7 separate regions of the Mus musculus genome follow, and regions 2, 3, 4, 5, 6 and 7 are each linked to region 1. The links are chromatin contacts, called in public HiChIP or PLAC-seq and promoter capture Hi-C maps. All regions are on one chromosome and are shown on one strand. Each heading gives the region's core, a stretch centred on a gene start, on an enhancer-like site or on the middle of the called end of the contact. The rest is flanking DNA. Distances are from core to core; before and after follow the strand shown.

Region 1 (2,605 bases), core at 61-2,560:
TGGATACTGATGACACTTAATAGTTAACAGTGAACAGCGTGTATGTATGAACAGCTATCCCAATTTTGCTAAAATCACATCCAAACGTATACTTTCCTCTGCCCTGATCTGATGACAGTATTAGTGTATGAATCAAAACTATCTGGTAACTGTCATGATGGAATGGGATGGAATGGAACTACAATGTGGACTGAATCCCAATTCATGGGCTCATTTCTAATCAGGTACTAACTTTCAGACGTGGGAAAATTTACTGATAGACTTAACTGATAATACACTTAAGTAGGAAGTAGGTTACTGGTTTTGTGAGGGAAAGCAAAAGGGTTACTTCAAGTATTGACTTAGAGGGTTATTGAAGTCAAATTAATGGTTAGCTCAGCTTCTGAGGTAGTTTCACAAACTAAGTCCACAAATTTCTTGAAATGCGATTCTGCCCATCGACCCCGAAGTTTTAAGTTCAGCGTACATTTTTCTCACTATTACATTCCCATAACAAGATCTGAATACTCTTGACAAATAGATCTGAATCCTCATTCATGGCGGGTAGGAGTTTGAATGAACGAACGAATGAATGAACGAACGAACCAATGAATGAAAGCAAGTATTAAAAAAAAATGCCTGCAGACATAAGACCTACTGAAGGCAAACAAAGGATTCCAGATCATTGTTCTAACCACGGAAAGAAAACATTTAAGAACGTCATCCCCTGAAACTCATATAGAGGATCCTCCATGCTCTGTAGCTCCAAAAAGAAGGAGCAACGAGGGTGCGGGGGTCGAAAGGAACTAGCAGGTTCGAAAGCCAGTAACTTCAACTGGAAAGCAGAATACAAAATATAAAATGAGGGAAAAAAGCGAAGACAGAGAAGCCCCCGGAAGTAAAATCAACAATCGGGAAAGGAAAGCAACAGCGTAGAAGCGGCCACCGAACGCTCCCACGGCTCAAAGCTGCGAGTCCACGGCCCGCAGGAGGCCCCCGCGAAGCGGGACAGCCACGACCCCGGAACGCAAACCCCCAGCCTGAGGCACCGCGGGGGCGAGTTCCCGGGAACGCCTCCCCGCCCTTCTCAGGCAACCCCGCCCACTGGGCCCGCCCCGTCCCGCCGGCTACTCACCGGATTCGCTTCCCACATAACGGTGCGAAATCGAGCGGAGAGAGCCTGGGGGAGGGGCTAGCCGTGGGGTCGATATGGTGGGCTTTTTCCGAGGGTCCCCAGGAGCGAAAGGACCGAAAGGCACCCTTTACGGAAGCCTTCCTTCTCCCCCTCCCCGTCACAAGCTGGCGTCTTCGGACCATCGAACCTCCCGACTTCCGCCTGGATCCAGCCAATCAGTGGCGGTCCCGCCCACCGCAAACTCGCTCCGCCTCTATGGCGCCCTTGGAACTTCCGCGCGTGCTGTCGCGGGCCGCCTTTACCTGTGTGGTAAAGCTGTTTGAAGCCGGCCATCATACCCACCACGTGATCGTCAAGCGTGGCAGGCTGCGTTTCCTCCATGCAGAACCTACGTTTATTAAAGATCACCTTATACCGAGTTTAGTGGCCAACCAAGTACTAGGCCTGAGAAGCACAACTCGACCAATGGCTTAAAGGTTAAAGCTTCAAACCTCTTTGTTGTTTGCAACATCCTCGAATTGGAGGTGATGATAGTTCTACCTGAGGGTGTAAATGAGCTTGCTGAAATCAGGTGCTTAGGTGTTTGCAATCTAGAAAATAATAAATAAATAAAGGGAGCTATTGGCCACGTGTCACTGGGCTTGGACGTGAACACTGACCAATATGTTGTCCCTGTCCTCGTGGATTTTAGAATCGACAGAAGAAAGCAAAAAGTAATTTGGAAACGCAAGAATGTAAAAACGTGAAATTTTAGACAGCATGGCAAATATGGAGGTTTCCAAGCAGGTTTACCTGAGTGCCTTGAATGCTAAGGCCTCAAATAGGTTCTTACACCGGTCACAAAAGAGGTACGATGGAAGAATATTCTTAAAGGCAAAGAAGTAGTGTGAGACTATAGGTGTATTTTTAAAAATAGGTCAAAGAATGACCACAGATTCAGAACCTGATTGTTTTTTACATTTTAATATATTTTTCCATTCCCATGTGTATGAATCTATTTCTTCAGACTATAGCATTCCATAGTTTACATGTTACACACATATCTTAAATAATCTACTGTGAGAGACACAAGTTACTATGTAACAAAAATTACTATAATCACTATTTTTGTTCAGACATTCATTAACCTCTTTGGAACGAATTCTTAGAAATGATACTGTTCAATAAGAAATTCTAAAAATTGTTGCCAAATGGTTAACCAGTTGCCCAAATACTTATTGCATAGCATAATTATTTTTTCTTACTACTTTGAAGTACATTTGCTAAATTTGCATGCATATGCATATATACATATATTCCTGAATATTCTTATCTGCTAATCCTCTGCTTATTCCTATGCTTTGCCATGCTATTATAATGTATAGATTCCTAATGTACTTGCTCTTTGATAAGAAATATCTCCTAATTTTCTTTTTCAGTTTTTTTCAAAATAATGAGTTCTCATCCAGAACACACTTCTTCCTGTATTTCAGGCCATGTGTCGGGAGTCGG
Region 2 (2,605 bases), core at 48-2,547, 990 kb before region 1:
CAACTTTGAAGGGGTTTTCTCAATACTGTGGGTGTTAGGGATAAAACCCAGGTCTAAAGACTTTCAAAAGCACCAACATCCACTGAGCCATCTCGCAGGCACCATATAATAACTAGCTTATTGCCTACTTAAACGCCATCACTTGCGTTGGACCACGAACAGCACCATGCTGGGCACACAGAGACAAAAAGTTCATTACACTGGAATGAAAACTCGCAAAGCCAATAATACAATAGGCAGGTCTGATAGCACTCACCAGGCTGTATAACTGGGTACTAAACTGCTGGGCAGAGTCAGGACCTCTCCAGACAGATCTTCCATCAAGCCAGCACTGTTCCGGTAATCAGAACTTCATGGTTTTAGCCACACAGACTCAGAACTCCACAGGCATCTCATAGGAGCAGCGAGCAGGTTGAGAAAACCTTCCTTCCTATTCACCTTTAGTAAAGAGGGGGAAGGGGGAAAAAATTTTTTTTTCGCGTGAGCTGAAACCATTTTGTGTGCCAGTACTAACCAAAAAAGGCTGATTAGTATGGTGGGAGAAAAGGAATTTTAACACACGTACCTCCACTTACAAGTCTATGGCTCTTATAAATCTGCTCATGGCATTTTTGCGGTGGGCCTGCCAGGCTGCAGGGAGGGCAAAGTTGTGTCCGATCTGTGCACCTGGGCTGAAACTGTCCCTACGGGGCCCACACTTTCAATCCCTCGACCTCTCTTTCCCACACTGCTCAGGTGCCCACGCCTGGAACCATGGGCATCTGTGGCACAATCACGGGAGGCCGATCTTTGCCACTTCACATCTGACTGCCTGTCTCCAGCTATTCCGCTGTGGGCCTGGGTGAGCAGGGCCGGCCACGAGGCAGGCCCGGACTTGGGAGGCTCGCCACTTGGAGTCCTGAGGATAGAGAAGGATCTGGAAAAATCGCTTAGACGCGGGCAGAGGGGTGGGGTAAGGGTGGGGGTGGGGCGGAACGACATAGGGAAGATTGTGATCCCAGAGGTCCTGGTGTAGGAGGAGGGCACTCCTAGGGGCCATCAACCAGAAAAGCAAATCTTAACAAAAACGACACAAACAAACAAAAAAACCAAACCACTCCAGTACCCTCAGTCCAAGAGCCTCAACCCGTTTAACCGCTTCTCTAGAAAGTTCTCCGCTCCCGCCCCTTTGCAGCCCGCTCGTGCCGCTCCTCCCTGCCCCGCCCCCGAGGCGGAGGGGACCAATTGCAGGCCGGGCCGCGCCAGGCCCGCCCCTCGGCGTCACCCCACTCGGCCGCCGCCGGCGAGCGCGCGGATAGCCGGGTGCGCGAGCCTGGAGCGCGGTTCGAGGTGGGCAGCGCCGCCTTCCGCCGCACGCCGCCCCGTCGCTCACTCCGGTCGGCGGCCAGAGTGCCGTGCTCGCGCTTGCCACACTCTCGCAGCCAACGGTGCGCCCAGCGGCCATGACCGCCGAGGAGATGAAGGCGGCGGAGAACGGGGCGCAGTCGGCGCCCCTGCCTCTCGAAGGAGTGGACATCAGCCCCAAACAGGACGAGGGCGTGCTCAAGGTGAGGGGCCGCGGAGTCCTCGGCTGCAGGCTCATGGGCCTTGGGGGTACCGCGGCCGGAGGATGGGGGGGATTCGTCTTCCCTGCGCAGGCTGCAGCCCTGAAAACGGCACGGCGGCTGCACGCTCCGGAGGGTGCGGCCCGGGTCCGGGAAGAAGCCCCCACTGCAACGCCAACTCGATCCGGCTGCACTGTGCGGCTGAGAGGGGCGGAGCGGAGCGCGAGAGCCGCTGCCAGGGGGCCCGGGCGGGGTGCACGAGGCTCGGGCGCGCCGAGGGACTCAGGCCTCGCCTCCCGGGAACCCCTCGGCCGCAGCGTGCGCCGTCCACCTGGACGAAGGTGCGCCAGGGCTCGCCCACTTGAAAGTTAAACATTAGCTAGGACCTGAAACGGCTCCCGGGAGCAGGTTCCTGGCCCAAAGCCCTTTGTGCCTTTCTGCGCCCCTTTTGCAATCGCCGAGATCCAGCGAGGTCACGGGCTCGGCCATGCTGTGCCCCCTTTCTCGGCCCGGGGAGAGCGAGAGCGATGCATGCCGGGACCTGTAGTTCCTCGCCTGCCCCTCCTGAGTCTTTCTGAGTTGGGGGGTACTGGGTGCTGGCCATGGGGGGAGGTGCATTGCCTTAGAGCCAGCGGCTCACTAATCGCCTGACTGCAAATAGCCCGAGGAGCGAGGGGGAGGGCGCCCTGACCCGGGTCGGGACAATGGACGCCGTTTCAGAGCAGGTTCTGCCAGCAGTCCAGGACGGTGAAATCCTAACCTGCATTGCATGTCTCCCTGCATCCATTGTTTCTCCTCCGTGAGTCCCATTGCTCAGTTTCTAGTGTGTGTGGCTTGTGCAAACCAGAGACCTTAGGGAGCCTCGTTGGTCCAGAAATGCTCCTGGCTTTTTACCTCAACTCTTGCTGCTCCCCGTGAACATGTGGCCCTTTCTCCTTTGCGCTAGGTTCTGATTCCCAGACGGGGTCTGTTCCTCTTTTATCCTCCATTCCTTCGCGGGGCCCTGTACATTCTTATCAAGGAAGCCTTAGAGGATGGGTTCCATATCTACCTATTGGCTC
Region 3 (2,605 bases), core at 40-2,539, 950 kb before region 1:
ATTCCTTTCTAACAGATGGAGATAACAAGGCACAGAGACAACTTTCCAAATTACAGCCAGAATTTGGTCCCAAGCAAGGTGGTTCCAAAGCCCGTGCTCTTAACCATTATATCCCTGGGGGCAAAGACTGCACGCTGACCCTAGCCCCCCTTACCTCCTCATTGTCACCCTCGGCCTGTTCCCTCTGGGGGGCCAAAATTGCTGCAGTGGTTTGGGAGGAAGGGACATAAGGACACAGACAGGTCCAGGTCAGAGCCATATGAACCCCTGATTGCCCAGGAGACCCTCAGTAAGTGGGTGATAGGGGGGAAAGGGCAAAAGTGGGGGCAGGTCTGAGGAATGGGGCAAATTCGTGGGCAGCTTTGAAGGAATCTAGAAGTAGGAGTCATAACCCCGGGGTGACGGATCCTCTAGGCCTTACTGTCCTTATGTGTCCATTCCCTGGGAATCCCGGGTCCTCTAGGCTGCGCTGAACAACATGACTCTCCACTACCCCAGGATAGCCTTGGGCTTTAAGGGGGGAAAACGGTGGAAGCTGAGTTATGAGCCCAGGGACCCTCACTGCCACCAGGCCAAGAAACATTCCCAATGAAGGATCTGGGGAGGATTGGGGGGCTGCAAGTTGGCAGAAACATCTTTCCCATCTCAACAGGAGAAAGAAATTTGAAGATTGAGGCTCTGCCCTTTAGACCACCTCCCTTCACCCCAAACACAGGATATGAAGAAGAGGAGAGAAAGGGTCAGGGTCCTTACCAGGTCCTTAGAGGTGCCGAGTCTCTTGAGGCTGTCCAGGGGCAGCAGGTCAGCCGAGTCCTTGTGCAAGAACTGGGTGGCCTGTTTGAGTTGGCGCTGCTGGCTCAGGTGGGCTCGGTCCCGAAGCGAAGCTTCCTGTTCTTTCCTGGAGTCTCCCTCATCTCTCCTGGCCTCTTGCCCGGTGCTCATGGTCTTCTGTGGAAAGCAGACAGGGTGTATGGGAGTCTCTCTCCACCTCCTTTTTGCTCCCAGCTCCCCCTATAGCTTCTGCCTTTCTCTGTCTCCGGACTGCGGCTCTCCCTCTGACAGGAGGGTCTCAGCAGGAAGAAAAGAAGAAATAAATAAATAATAGGCGAGAGCAGCGCGTCAGACACCAGTTTCCAGAGATTGCAGTAGAGGGAGCGAGGTTCCGGCTGGAAAAACCCAGCCCTAAAGGAGAGGGAGGGCGAGCAGGGCCTGCAGCTGGTAGGCTGCAAAGCCTGCAGCTCTGGGGTCCTGCTCAGAGTGGGTGGTGGATGGTTGTGTGTGTGTGTGTGTGTGTGTGTGTGTGTGTGTGTGTGTGTGTGTGTGCGCGCGCGCGCGCACGCGGGTGTTGTAAACTGTCAGGAGGCTGTGCCAAGTCATCAGAGAGAGGTGAGTGCCATTGTGTGGGGGCGCATGTTTGGTATGTGTGGGGAAGCAGGCATGCATGTCCCTTGTCTCTTGTGTTTTGTGGACCGGCTCTGCTGTCCCCTTCCAGTCTCTGAACAGTCAGCCACCCAGCTCTTTTCTCATGCTGCTGTCCTTTGCTACTAGGGTTTGAGGTGCTGGCCAGAGAGGGACAGTATGAGAGTGGCCTCCCCACCTCTCCTCCATCTGCCATCAGCCACCCTCCTTGCTTGGCCTCTCCCTGTCAGTCCCAATATCTCTCTCGAATTGCAAAGAGATCAGGAACGTTCTAGTAATACTCACCTCTGAGATCTTCCCTGTTAGACGCTGAAGTCCCAGTGATTCCATGATGAGGAATTCTGGGAATGTTCTGGGCCTAATACATCTCTCCAACTGGGTTAGTCTGTGACTCACCTTGGTCCTCTCCCATCAGAATCCCAACTACTTGGGAAGGTGAGACAGGAGGATCACAATTCAAGGCCTGCCTGGACTACAGTGTGAGTTCACTCTCAGGCTTTCAATTTAGTGAAATATATATATATATATATATAATTTGTTTATTATATGTAAGTACACTGCATCTATCTTTGGGCACACCAGAAGGCATCTGATCTCATTACAGAGGGTTGTGAGCTACCATGTGGTTGCTGGGATTTGAACTCAGGACCCTGGAAAAGCAGTCAGTTAAGAGACCTCAGTTAAGAGCAGCTCTTAACCGCTGAGCCATCTCTCCAGTCCAATTTAGTGAAATCTTAAAAATAAAAAGAAGGGGGCTGAAGAGGTGGCTCAGTAGCTAAGAGCATTGGCTGCTCTTCTGGAGGACCAGGGCTCAATTCCCAGCATCCACATAGTGGCTCACAACTGTCTGCAGCTCACAACTATCTGTAACCCCAGTTCCAGGGGGTCCATGGCACCAGACATGCCCGTGGTACATATATACATATACATGTACATATGCACAGAGGCAAAATACCCATACACATAAAATAAAAATAAAAAGAAGGGTTGATGTCCCAGAGAAGGGGGATGCTAGTGGGGTGAGCACCCTCTTAGAGGCAAAGGGGAGGGGGGTTCATGGAGAGGAGACAAGGAAGAGGGATAATATTTGAAATATAAACAAAAAGATTAATAAATAAAAAACAAAACAAAAAATTAAAATAAAAAGAAGGGCCTGGAAAGATGGCTTGGGACTTAAGAGTGTTTA
Region 4 (2,605 bases), core at 47-2,546, 900 kb before region 1:
ATGAGTACTTTAGGTTTGTGTTTTGAGATGTGTTTACAGTGGAAGAAATATGACGCTATCACATGTGGTGGAGAAATGGATTCCTATCAGTAACTTATCCTATGTGTACATAAAGTGGAAGCTCACACTCTAGTGTGGGTAGTGTGGATGTGCCTGTCTCAGTGGTCCTCTTACTCATTCAAATAGCATCTCTTTCAACCCTACTCATTTAGCACTAGCCCTTTCTAGACCAAGCAGAGCTTATGAGTGAAGATTTGTAGCACACACACACACACACACACAAAGGAGCAATCCAGAGTCCCACAGGGAGAGGGGCTAAGTGAGTGCAATGCTTTCCTAGCCTATGTGTGCAGGTATCATATTCCCTAGTTTTCAAAAATTAATTTCTGGGACCTGGAGAGGTGGCTCAGCAGTTATGAGCCCTGGATGCCCGGAGGCGCGAGTTCTATTCCCAGCACCCACATGGTGACTCACAACCATCTGTAACTCCAGTTCCGGGGTATCTGACAGCCTTGGGCACCAGGGATGCATATGATATGCAGACATACACATAGGTGAAACATACACATAATAGCCTAGGGCACGATGGCACATGCCTTTAATTCTAGCACTAGGGTGACAGAGGCAGTAGGATCTCAGAGTTCCAGACCAACCGAGGATAGTATAGTGAAATCCTGTCTCAAAATAAATACATTATTTTTTAAGTGAATTTTTGGATTCAACATCAGTGTGACTTTGGCCTTACTAATTAAGTTTATATGCTATAGTTCTGGTCATAAAGTCCTATAGGGACCAAAGCCACAAAGGCATTGATGGCTGGAGGCATGATTTACTGCAGAGAGGACAGCTTAGCTGCTACCCTCACTAAATAAGGACATTTGCTGAAGGTCCCCAGGTAGGGATCCCTCAGTCGGGCTTTGGGCAAAGGCTGGTTTGGGAGGCTGAAGGCCTCGGCTATCCCAGAGTCGGTGGTCAGATGCTGAGGCTTCAGGTGATAAAGAGTAGAAAACCCAAGGCAGCAGCCTGGATGTTCTCGGTGCCACAGAGGGGTGCTGGGGATCGCTCTGTGGGGGCCAGTCCCGGAGCGGTGGAATGGAGCAGCAGACTCTTCCGACCCAACCCCGGGGGGCTGCTCCCGGATCTAGCGCACGCGCCTTCGCCTCCCGGTGCCTCCCGCCCCCTGGAAACCCTCCAGCATCATGGCTAACGCCATTTGCCAGTGAGAGGGGAGCGTAGGGCACTGGACCAATGGGCGTCGGCGACAGTGCGGGGTGTGGTTGTCAGGGGCGGGGCCCGATCTCCTCCATCCTCTCCAGCCGGGCGGCGGCGTCTCGGGGTCTGGACGCTGATGCCACCGGTCGGGCGGGTATGGAGGCGGCGCGCTGCGCACCCGGACCCCGCGGGGACAGGTCAGGCGGCGGTGGGGCGGGCTGGGGTCTCCAGGGTGGGCGGGCAAGAGCGGAGGCCAAGATCGGGTCCCCAGCTGAGCAGGCGCTTTGCACACCCCGCGTCGCCAGAGCGCTCTCGCGTCTCTTTCCTGGAATTTACCCCGAACCTGCTCACCCTACTCCCCAAGGGCCTCCGATTCCCTCATTTGCAATGCGCTGTGCATCCCGTGCCGCCAGCACTCTTGAGCCGCTCCCCTGGAGTTTACCCTGGACCAGCTCGCCCTGCTCCCCTGGGGTCTCGATTCCCTTACTTGCAATGCGTTCGCCCTCCCCCATGTCTTTCACGAGTAGGATCAGAACTGAGCTGGAAGGAGGGCACTCTTGGGAGTCGACGCGGAAGGTCGCGAGTGATGGTTAATTGGTTCCAAGGCCGTTGCATTTGGCAGTCATTGCGGAATTCTGGAACGAGTCCGAGAGCTGAAAATGCAAAACTGTTCTTTTCTTCTTTCTTCCTTCCCCTGAGTTCTAGCAGTTCTTTCAATCAGGACTTAGTTTAGACTGATCCGTACTCTTGCTCGTGCCCCTGGCTTTTCTACCAATACCCCTCTTTTTGCCTGGTTCACATGGTGAGCTTGGAAAGACAAACGGGCTGCAATCTCAGCCTGTTCATTTCTTGTCAGCTAGGCTAACGAAAAGTTAATGGGGGGCCGTGTGAAATCACTGGCTCAAAACTTTGGCATGGTGTGAGGATTAAAATCAAACACGCCAACTACATTCTTCCTTTACCATTCCATTACCACAGCGATAAAGGCTTGGCGTGTTAGGATTTGGTCTGACGTTTAAACTGGTTTTTAACTGATCCGAAACCATATTTTACAAAGTTATAAAGACGGAATAGCGACCCCCCCACCCCCCGTGGGTCCCATCCAGACTAGGCTTCCCTGAAACTTAATAATAAGTTAATAAGGAGGACTTTGAACATTTGCCCCCTACCTCTGCCTCCCAAGGCGTCACCTGTTTTAATCTTTCATCAACTAAATTCTATAAACATGATAGCTGCTCTCTGAAATTTGTTTACAACTTCTCCATTTTGGGAACCGAAGATCCATTTACAAGGGTAAGGTCGGGGTAGGAAAGTTAGAATTCAGCGTGTATCCGGTTGAAATCAAATGATATCGCGTTCAGTTGAGGGATTTAGTTGTTAACGAAATGATTTT
Region 5 (2,605 bases), core at 73-2,572, 850 kb before region 1:
AGCAGAGACCTGTAATGGAATTCCAGCTATTCCTAAGGCTGAGGCCAGAGCAGCTGAGAGAGTTCAAGGTCAGCCTGATTAACTCAGTAGACTCAGTCTCAGAAACCAAAAGGAATCAAGGCTGGGGCCATAGCACACTGGTAGAGCATTGCCTAGCACACACAGGGAGTAGACATTAAACTGGGGAAAGTCACCCCAGTGCCTTGAATTAATTCTGTTGGTTTTGTTCTCAAATTCATGTGGATTTGCAATAATGAACTACTGTCTGGCTTCGACAGTGAACCTCTTGAAGGCAGGGGTCTGTTTCTGCACTGAGCTTGGTACCAGGTTCAATGAAGGAGTGTCCAATTAAGTGGTGGGACAGTCTGTACTTCACGCTCACAGATACGCTTGCTGCCTTGCAATGTTCTTTTCATGTGAATGGGATGTGACCAGGCTTTGTTATGACTCACCATTTAATAAGCTCACCAGAAGTTATACATCCAAATGAGGGCTGCATCCTTCAAAGTCCTCGCTTTGCGAGGCTGGATAGATACTCAGTCCCGTGGTGATGCTGGCATTTCCGTGGACTCTTTAGATCGCCTCTCTCGGTCACAACCCTGACATTTATAATACTTTCTTTCAGCGTCTCCCCGTGCTACCCTACCCTCATGTAGTATGTGTATCTCCATCTTGCGTTGTTAGCGTTGAGCAAACGATAAGATAATTCTGGAGATTTACTGCTGGCCCGAGTTTGTTTCACCAGCTCTGGCTGGGAGAGCCACACCAATAAAAGCTTAATGCTAGTGCTTCAGAGATTGTTTGATTTTGGGGAATAGTGAAGGCTTTTCTTTGATTTTAAGTTTCTCAAAGTGACAAGGTGAATGCGGGAGCTAGGTAGTAACTGATTTAAGCCAAATGGTTCTAAAGACTCGCAGCCCGAGCTCACGTGTTTCTCCTAAATTGATCTGGCACCCTTCTTTAAAACTCAGACTTCTAACTTCATGGCGACTCTGTCCTGTACCTTGGGTAACCAGCTAAGTTCCAGCTCTCTATGAACCACTGCTGGGACCTAATCTTTATTATTTCTCCCAGCATCCGGTAGACCCATGACTGGTCTCTCCTTTCCTGCTCTTTGAGAAGTGACAGTTCTGCAGATCCCAAGGGACAAGGAAAGAACTGAAAGACTGATGTTGGGGAGGGCTGGCGAGGGAAAGCGGTGGCGGATCTGGGAGCAGAGCCGGGAGTTCCTGCTTCCTGCTCCCGGAGCGAGTGTCCTCCGTAGCAGCCTCGGGGAAGGGAACAGCCCTTCCTGCTCCTGTCCGCGTACTCCAGGAGCGCAGCGAGGCGCGCCCCACCCCGGCGGAGGGGACGGTTTTCGGCTGGAGGTGGTGGAGAGACAGTTAGGACTCAACGCAACCCGGGGGTGTGGGGAGCTGGATGAGAGCGGGAAATCGGTAGATCAGAGTCAAGGGGTGTGGGTGCGAGCGGCGAGAGGCGCCGAGGGGTCCGCGGGGTTCCCGGGTGTCTCCGCCGTGTCCTGTCCCGTGGCCGCCCGCGGTTCCCGGGCTCCGCCCAGCCGTGGAGCCCAGCCTCTCTCTGGCCCGGTCTCCTCCCAAAGGTGCGGGTGGCAGCGCCACTCCCTCCGCTCCCTCCCCAGCCGCGCGCGTCTCATTCCAGCGCCCATTCCGTGCATTCCTGCCGGGCTCCTCTGCAAACTCCAGTCCCGGGGGTGGGGACCGGCCTCAGCTACGCGCTCGGGGCCCCGCAGCGGTCGCCGCGGCTGGAAGACTTGGCGCCCCGCGTGGACCTGCCGCAGCCGGCCGAGCTCTCCCACCCCGCCTCCCGAACCCTGGGACCGGTAAGGCTGCTGAGTTCGGAGGACACCCGCGTCCCGCGTGGTCCCGGGCAACACTAGGGGGCCAGTGGGGCACGTGCGGGCGGTGGAGTCTAGGGGCTGGACAGAGCAGGGTCGCTCGGCTGAAGTTGAGACTAACGAGCCTCAGCCAGGCCCTTTTCTACTTTTCTGCCTGGAGAAGAGAGCCCATAAGGGAGGTGTATTGCCTGGACCTTGTGCAGAGGTCCCCAGGGTTTGAGACGCCGTTGCTCCCCACGGTGAGAAGTGATGGGAGTGATGGACCGGAGTTCCCAAACTCCAAGGCACTATACTCTAGCAGGCAGCCCAGGGGCGCGCGCCGCGGTGCACACACGTGTCAGGGGGCTCCAGGCACACCCACACTCCGTCCGATTCAGTGAGTGAGTTCAAAGATAGGTATTACTGCGCCAGCATCCTTAAGTTTTGGGTGTTCCCGAGGAAGAGATATCTGTGCGCAGTGACTCACCTTGCTTCCAGGAGGAGGATTTGTTTGTGCTAAACGCGACCCTGTGTGCATCGCTACTTGAAGAAGGTGCTTGTCTGAAATCCCGAGTGTCGGAGTGGGCGTGGGTGTGCGATGCCTCCTCTCCAGGACTCTCCTCTCCAAGTCCTCGCTCTGAGGATGTTGGTTCTGGCTCTGACTTCTTCCTGAAGAACCGCGGCAGGGGACAATGTCTCCAAGTTCTTTGTGTTCAGGGAGAATTTGACAGTAGTAGTTGGAGGTGCCCCTCTTGCCATCCCTGCTGGGTT
Region 6 (2,605 bases), core at 34-2,533, 810 kb after region 1:
CATTTTATGTTGATGCATGTCCTTTGATGCCTTCTGTTGCCCTCTTCCTCCCAGCCTAAGGGGTCCCATGGTCCACCTGCCATGACCTTCCTTGTTATTTCTTCCTGTTCACAATGACCTTTTGGTTGCGTTAAGACTTGCATGTTTGTTCATAAACTATTTGTCTTTTATCCATTGGTCTGTGTTTCAGGTTGCCGATTCCCATGAGCCCTCTGCAGAGAGGTCTTTCCCATCTGGAAGCCCATCCTAGTACTGGACACACATTCTGGGTTTATTTCTTTACTCTGTGCCTCCCATTGAATGTGAGCTCCCTAAGATGTGGAACTGTATGTCACTGGTCACCCAGCGCTAGGACAAGGCTGGTCCAAAGCTAAGCAGAACAAACTTTTGTTGAATGTTTAAGGGCCTTCTGACCCCTAGCAACTGAGGACTCATGTGAAAAACGCCGAATCCTCATCTCAACAACTTTTTGTCCAGTTCCTCGGAGGTTCAAAGTCCCGCTTTAATCACATTAGCCACTTGGGAGGATCCAGTAATCCTGTTACTTACAACTCTGAATTTTTGAATTGGGAGGCTATGTAATCTGAAACACTTTTCTTAGGCAATCTCCTTATAATAAGGGATGAATCAGGACAAGGACGTGCACAGGAAACAAGAATTCAGGATCAGGAAGGAGGAAGTGGAAGACGGGGCGGGGGCAGTAAAACGGAGCAGGGAAGATGAAGTGAAGCTCTGGGACAAGGCAAGGAAATGTTGATGCAGTAGGTTCACTGTGAGATTTTTTAGCTGCAGCGACTACCGAACCATCATGCCTGACATTTCTTGGCAGAGCCTCGCATTTATTATTATTTTTCCACCAATGGAGCATCAGTGCAGAAGAGGAGCGGGGGCGGGGGGTAAGGAGTTTCTGGGATGAGGGACCAGTGTGCACTGGGTGGAGTTTAAGGTGGGAAGAAGTACTGTGCAATAGAACTCGCTGTTCATGGAAGAAAAGGCAGGGTTAGGAATCCGGAGGAGAGGAGCGAACAAACACTTATTTTTTTTTTTCCCCCTGAAAGGAATGCTGGGGTCTGAATCTGGAGGAGGAATTTAACTAGCTGTATCCCTGGGATCCTTCTAGAGGCCCCTGCCTTACTAGCCACAATAGAGCCAGGAGGATGTGATCATTGACTTTGATTAAAGAGGTTGGTGGTGTGGGCGGCAGGCGCCGCGAGCCGCGGTGGTGCGAAGGGGCGGTACCAAGGCCGTGCCAAGAACCAATCAGCGATGACTCTGGATTCTTGGGGGCTCCTCAGAGGCTCCGCAGCGGTGGAAGGACTGGAGCTGCTGGCTGCCTCCTCCGGTGCAGCCTGTATCCAGGTGCAGCGGCACTGGGGACGCGGTGCATATCCCTTGCTCAGACTGCCACTGTGACCCTTGCGCGAATATGTCCGGAGCCTAGAAAGTGGTCCTGAGCGGCAGAGGGCCACTGGGTGGGTGGGTGAGTGGGGAGGTTCGGAAGGCAGGACTGAGGGTAGGAAGCGAATTGGGCGACTTGCTTCTCACGTTTGTCCCAATTAGCACCAAGTTGGCAGACAATCCACAAATCCACGACACCTTTGCTTGTCCGCCCCCGCCGCCTCCCTTCCCCCTCCCGTCAAATTCTCTGCATTTCAGAATATTCTGACTGTAAGAAAACTTCAGCTCCCCCTCCTCGGTTCAAGTGAAACAGACACTTGGCACCACCTTCTCCCAGTAACACTGTGTGGATGAATCCCGGAGATCCTCAACTGCAGCGCTTACCAAACTGCACCCTTTGGAGTGTGGCTGGCGTGGGGTTGGGGGGCTAGGGTGGGCTGAGCAGAGAGGCCTCTGGGGGAGAGGCGGGGTGGCGCGGAGGAGCGAGATGCAGGAGCAAGATCGCCTGTGTGACTGCATCTAAAGCAGACTGGTCCAAGGAGTTCTGCCAGGGACACCACCGCCTGCATTGCGTCGGACCTGACCATCTCCAATGTGAAATTCCCGGGGAAGGTCGCTCGCAGCGGAGGGCCGTGCGTGGGAGGGGCTGCCGGCCGCCGGGAAAGAGGAGTTGGTGGTGGGCTTTTCGGGGGGGGGGGCGGAAGAAAAGCTGTGCAGGCAAGGATGGGAACTGAATGACAACCCCCCTCTGCCAAACCACCCCCTCATATTTTCCATCTACCTCCTCGCTCCTGCCCTCCCCCGCCCTCCCCAACCCACGCCCGGGTGGGCCAATCGCTGCTCCGCATTCCAGGCGCTTTCTCAGGTTTCTGCTGATCTTGCAGCGCCCAGAAATGGACCGAGCGAACCTGCGGCCGCACGCTCCCTGCCCCACTCGGAGCTGCTGAAGGCTCGCGGCGCGCCGCGGAGAGAGGTCCGTGCTGTGGTAGCGCAGGTTACCGGAGAGCCATGTAGAGCCAGGCTTTGAGCCGCCCGCCTCCCTCGGGATCGAATCAAGGGCTCCCGTAGTGTTCAGAGGGGGGCGAGAGTGCAGCTTATCGCCATTTGCTTGGGTGATTCCGGAGAAGGTGGCCTTTTTGTCTTTCCACCCCGCATCCTCCGGGACTCCCTTCCCCAGAGAGAGGACAGCGTCTCCAGGTTGCTTGCA
Region 7 (2,605 bases), core at 27-2,526, 710 kb after region 1:
AACAGTCTGTCTAGATCGTATGGCTAAAAACCCATACATGCATCTCATGGCTTGAGAGAATCTTATGTGCCATTACTGTCCTTATCCTACGGACGCTCTTTCTTATGAAGAAACACTGGCCGTTGCCAGCCAATCAACTGTGGCCACGGCAAGTCAAGAGCAAGCTACCTGGTAGTCTGAAACCAGGTGCACCATCCAGCGACTTCATCCACGTGATCTAGGGAGGAAGCCTTTGGGAGAATGGATGGAAAATCTTTTTGGCATTCTAAGAGAGGCAGAGTAGTTTGTCCCATTCAAATCCTACCAAATGAGACTCTATGGCCTAGAAGGGGAGGCCATCTTTCTGGTAAAGCAACTAAAATGTGTTTATTAGATGCTCATCACACATAGCTACATTGTTTATTGACACTTTGACTACCTCCTTTTTGTTTTTCCTTTCCTCCCTTTTCTTGACACAGATAAGTATAAATTGCAGAATCTTTTTATTTACTTTTTTCTTTTCTTCTTTTTTTCTCCAAAGGAGGCGTGAAGCAAAGATTCTTGGCTGCTATTCCTTGTATATAGTGTTTCTTCAATATCATAGTCTTCTGGTGCTTTTTCATGGAGATGATGGTGGACGTCTTCAGGACTCCATGAGAGCACTGGGCACGGGCAGGCTTTTCCTCCCCTCTTACTATCACTGCGCCTTGAAAGAGAGCTGCAGCCTTGCCTTTCCAGGTTGCAAAAGTGAGAGTCTGATGGGGAATTAACATTGGGACACAGCCTAAATGGAAAGCTCTCAAGACATTTAAAAATACTTCATCTTCCCCCCCCCCCCAGGAGAGGTTGAAAATGGCAAACATGTCTTCATGGATATAAAAAACATGGATTTTTCCCTCTCCTGTCCCCCCCCGACCCCCCCAAGTAAATAGCTGTGGAGGGGTCAGGTGCTGTGTATAGCTTATTGGGCAGGGGTGTGTTGTGGGCCAGCGTATGTGATTTCTTTTTGCTGAAATACACTGAGCAGGTCAGCTCGGTGAACAGAAACGAGAAGAGATGACTATGGAGAGATGGAGTGGGTGTGTTATTAGGATACTGCGGCTTGGTTGGGGTGGGGGTGGGGGCGTGCGTGTGAATGTGAGAAAGCAAGAGGCATGCCAGGAGAGCGCGGGAAAGATTACTGGGGAGGCAAGTATACACATCTCTCCCCAGCATCCAGGCTTGCTGCAGCCCCTGACTGGGTAAGGGGTGTGATGTGAGAGTGGGGTGGGCAGCAGGCGGGGCCTGCCACGTCACTTGGAGAGTGTGTTAAGGAGGAAGGGCAGAGCTGAGAGCTGAGCCTGCTGCTGCTGTTGCTGCTGCTGCTGCTGCTGCTGCTGCTGTTGCTGCTGCTGGGGCTGCTGCGGGTGCAGGCAAGGCTTGAAGCGGTGGGGAGGTGGGTCTCCGCGCTTCGGCGCCCGGGAAGGCCCAGGGCGATTCCGAGGCCTCTAGAACAGCTAGCTCCTGGGGAAGAAGGTGGCGGCTGCAATCGCGACCTTGGCCAGACCTAGTTCGGTGGTGGACGTAGGGCGGAGGCGGAGGCCGAGCCCGGGCAGGAGTCTTTGGTGAGCCAGAGGGAGGCGCATCTGGCGCTTAGGTACCAGCGGCAACCCAGAGTCGTGTGCAGCTGGAGAAGCGCAGTAGGACCTGGTGAGAGCCAGCAGGTCTGGAGGGCGGACCTGTGGGTCCTGAGCCCAGTTTTAGGCACCATCGAGAGCTAAGCCACGCGTCTTTTCGGGCAGCCAGTTTCACGCGCGCGACAGTTTGCGGGTTCCAGGCATCTCAGAAATCCTGAGCACGGAGGCGCGGCTATTGAGAGCCAGAGCCACTTCCCAGACCTAGCCTGGCAGAGGGACCAGCTGCAGGGCTCACCGACCTAACCGCCAGGTCAGAGCACGGGCCCCACCCTAAAGGAGGGCACAGCCGAAGCTGTGAAGCGGGTGCCGCTCTCTGGAGCTCGTGTCGTGGGCGCCGTCCTAGTGGCGGGGAGCGCACCGCCGAGGTGACATGAGATCGGAGAAATCCCTGACGCTGGCGGCGCCGGGGGAGGTCCGTGGGCCGGAGGGGGAGCAACAGGATGCGGGTGAGTTCCAGGAGGCCGAGGGCGGCGGCGGCTGCTGTAGTAGTGAGAGGTTGGTGATCAACATCTCCGGGCTGCGCTTCGAGACGCAGCTGCGCACCCTGTCGCTGTTCCCTGACACGCTGCTAGGAGACCCTGGCCGCAGAGTCCGTTTCTTTGACCCCTTGAGGAACGAGTACTTCTTTGACCGCAACCGACCCAGCTTCGACGCTATCCTTTATTACTATCAATCTGGAGGTCGCCTGCGCAGGCCTGTTAATGTGCCCCTGGACATTTTTATGGAAGAGATCCGCTTCTATCAGTTGGGAGAGGAAGCCCTGGCGGCCTTCCGGGAGGATGAGGGTTGCCTGCCCGAAGGTGGCGAGGATGAGAAACCACTCCCCTCCCAGCCTTTCCAGCGACAGGTCTGGCTTCTCTTTGAGTACCCGGAGAGTTCCGGGCCCGCCCGAGGCATCGCCATCGTCTCAGTATTGGTCATCCTCATCTCCATCGTCATCTTTTGCCTGG

Evidence for each region. Promoter capture Hi-C pulls out the DNA fragments that hold promoters and counts their contacts. HiChIP or PLAC-seq counts read pairs in DNA pulled down with a chosen protein or histone mark.
Region 2: an HNF4G HiChIP or PLAC-seq map of pancreatic cancer cells shows a contact between it and region 1. The contact joins the promoter of Fkbp4 here to the promoter of Parp11 in region 1. A contact is called at or near these places in 2 of 39 promoter capture datasets (cranial neural crest and pre-B cells), 1 of 115 datasets of contacts at active chromatin or transcription factors (pancreatic cancer cells) and 1 of 9 other capture datasets (adipose tissue).
Region 3: a contact with region 1 is called in a promoter capture Hi-C map of 3T3-L1-derived adipocytes, with 4 times the contacts expected there. The contact joins the promoter of Nrip2 here to the promoter of Parp11 in region 1. A contact is called at or near these places in 2 of 39 promoter capture datasets (3T3-L1-derived adipocytes and hippocampal neurons).
Region 4: a FOXA1 HiChIP or PLAC-seq map of pancreatic cancer cells shows a contact between it and region 1. The contact joins the promoter of Tulp3 here to the promoter of Parp11 in region 1. A contact is called at or near these places in 3 of 39 promoter capture datasets (the 3T3-L1 cell line, 3T3-L1-derived adipocytes and pre-B cells), 1 of 484 Hi-C or Micro-C datasets (muscle stem cells) and 4 of 115 datasets of contacts at active chromatin or transcription factors (astrocytes, forebrain, memory CD8 T cells and 1 more).
Region 5: a promoter capture Hi-C map of hippocampal neurons shows a contact between it and region 1, with 3 times the contacts expected there. The contact joins the promoter of Tead4 here to the promoter of Parp11 in region 1. A contact is called at or near these places in 6 of 39 promoter capture datasets (the 3T3-L1 cell line, cranial neural crest, embryonic stem cells and 2 more) and 1 of 115 datasets of contacts at active chromatin or transcription factors (pancreatic cancer cells).
Region 6: a promoter capture Hi-C map of embryonic stem cells shows a contact between it and region 1, with 4 times the contacts expected there. The contact joins the promoter of Kcna1 here to the promoter of Parp11 in region 1. A contact is called at or near these places in 3 of 39 promoter capture datasets (embryonic stem cells, hippocampal neurons and stem cell-derived epiblast-like cells) and 1 of 484 Hi-C or Micro-C datasets (embryonic stem cells).
Region 7: a contact with region 1 is called in a promoter capture Hi-C map of stem cell-derived epiblast-like cells, with 2.9 times the contacts expected there. The contact joins the promoter of Kcna6 here to the promoter of Parp11 in region 1. A contact is called at or near these places in 2 of 39 promoter capture datasets (hippocampal neurons and stem cell-derived epiblast-like cells) and 1 of 115 datasets of contacts at active chromatin or transcription factors (embryonic stem cells).

What each region holds. Positions count from the first base shown.
Region 1 is chr6:127,452,332-127,454,936 of GRCm38.p6, reverse strand. It overlaps Parp11 (poly (ADP-ribose) polymerase family, member 11), which reads right to left and starts at 1,310. Exons shown (of 9, transcript NM_181402.4): 1 at 1,115-1,310.
Region 2 is chr6:128,437,348-128,439,952 of GRCm38.p6, reverse strand. It overlaps Fkbp4 (FK506 binding protein 4), which reads left to right and starts at 1,297. Exons shown (of 10, transcript NM_010219.4): 1 at 1,297-1,547. The coding sequence starts at 1,443. Gm10069 (predicted gene 10069) reads right to left here and starts at 1,196. Exons shown (of 5, transcript NR_028593.1): 1 at 566-1,196; 2 at 257-438.
Region 3 is chr6:128,398,450-128,401,054 of GRCm38.p6, reverse strand. It overlaps Nrip2 (nuclear receptor interacting protein 2), which reads right to left and starts at 1,289. Exons shown (of 6, transcript NM_021717.2): 1 at 754-1,289. The coding sequence starts at 942.
Region 4 is chr6:128,354,542-128,357,146 of GRCm38.p6, reverse strand. Tulp3 (tubby-like protein 3) reads left to right here and starts at 1,296. Exons shown (of 11, transcript NM_011657.2): 1 at 1,296-1,409. The coding sequence starts at 1,369. It overlaps Rhno1 (RAD9-HUS1-RAD1 interacting nuclear orphan 1), which reads left to right. Exons shown (of 3, transcript NM_001326585.1): 3 at 1-147.
Region 5 is chr6:128,299,530-128,302,134 of GRCm38.p6, reverse strand. It overlaps Tead4 (TEA domain family member 4), which reads left to right and starts at 1,322. Exons shown (of 12, transcript NM_011567.2): 1 at 1,322-1,840.
Region 6 is chr6:126,644,479-126,647,083 of GRCm38.p6, reverse strand. Kcna1 (potassium voltage-gated channel, shaker-related subfamily, member 1) reads left to right here and starts at 1,283. Exons shown (of 2, transcript NM_010595.3): 1 at 1,283-2,605.
Region 7 is chr6:126,739,345-126,741,949 of GRCm38.p6, reverse strand. Kcna6 (potassium voltage-gated channel, shaker-related, subfamily, member 6) reads left to right here and starts at 1,276. Exons shown (of 2, transcript NM_013568.6): 1 at 1,276-2,605. The coding sequence starts at 2,026. All of the region lies in intron 2 of Gm33581 (a long non-coding RNA gene), which reads right to left.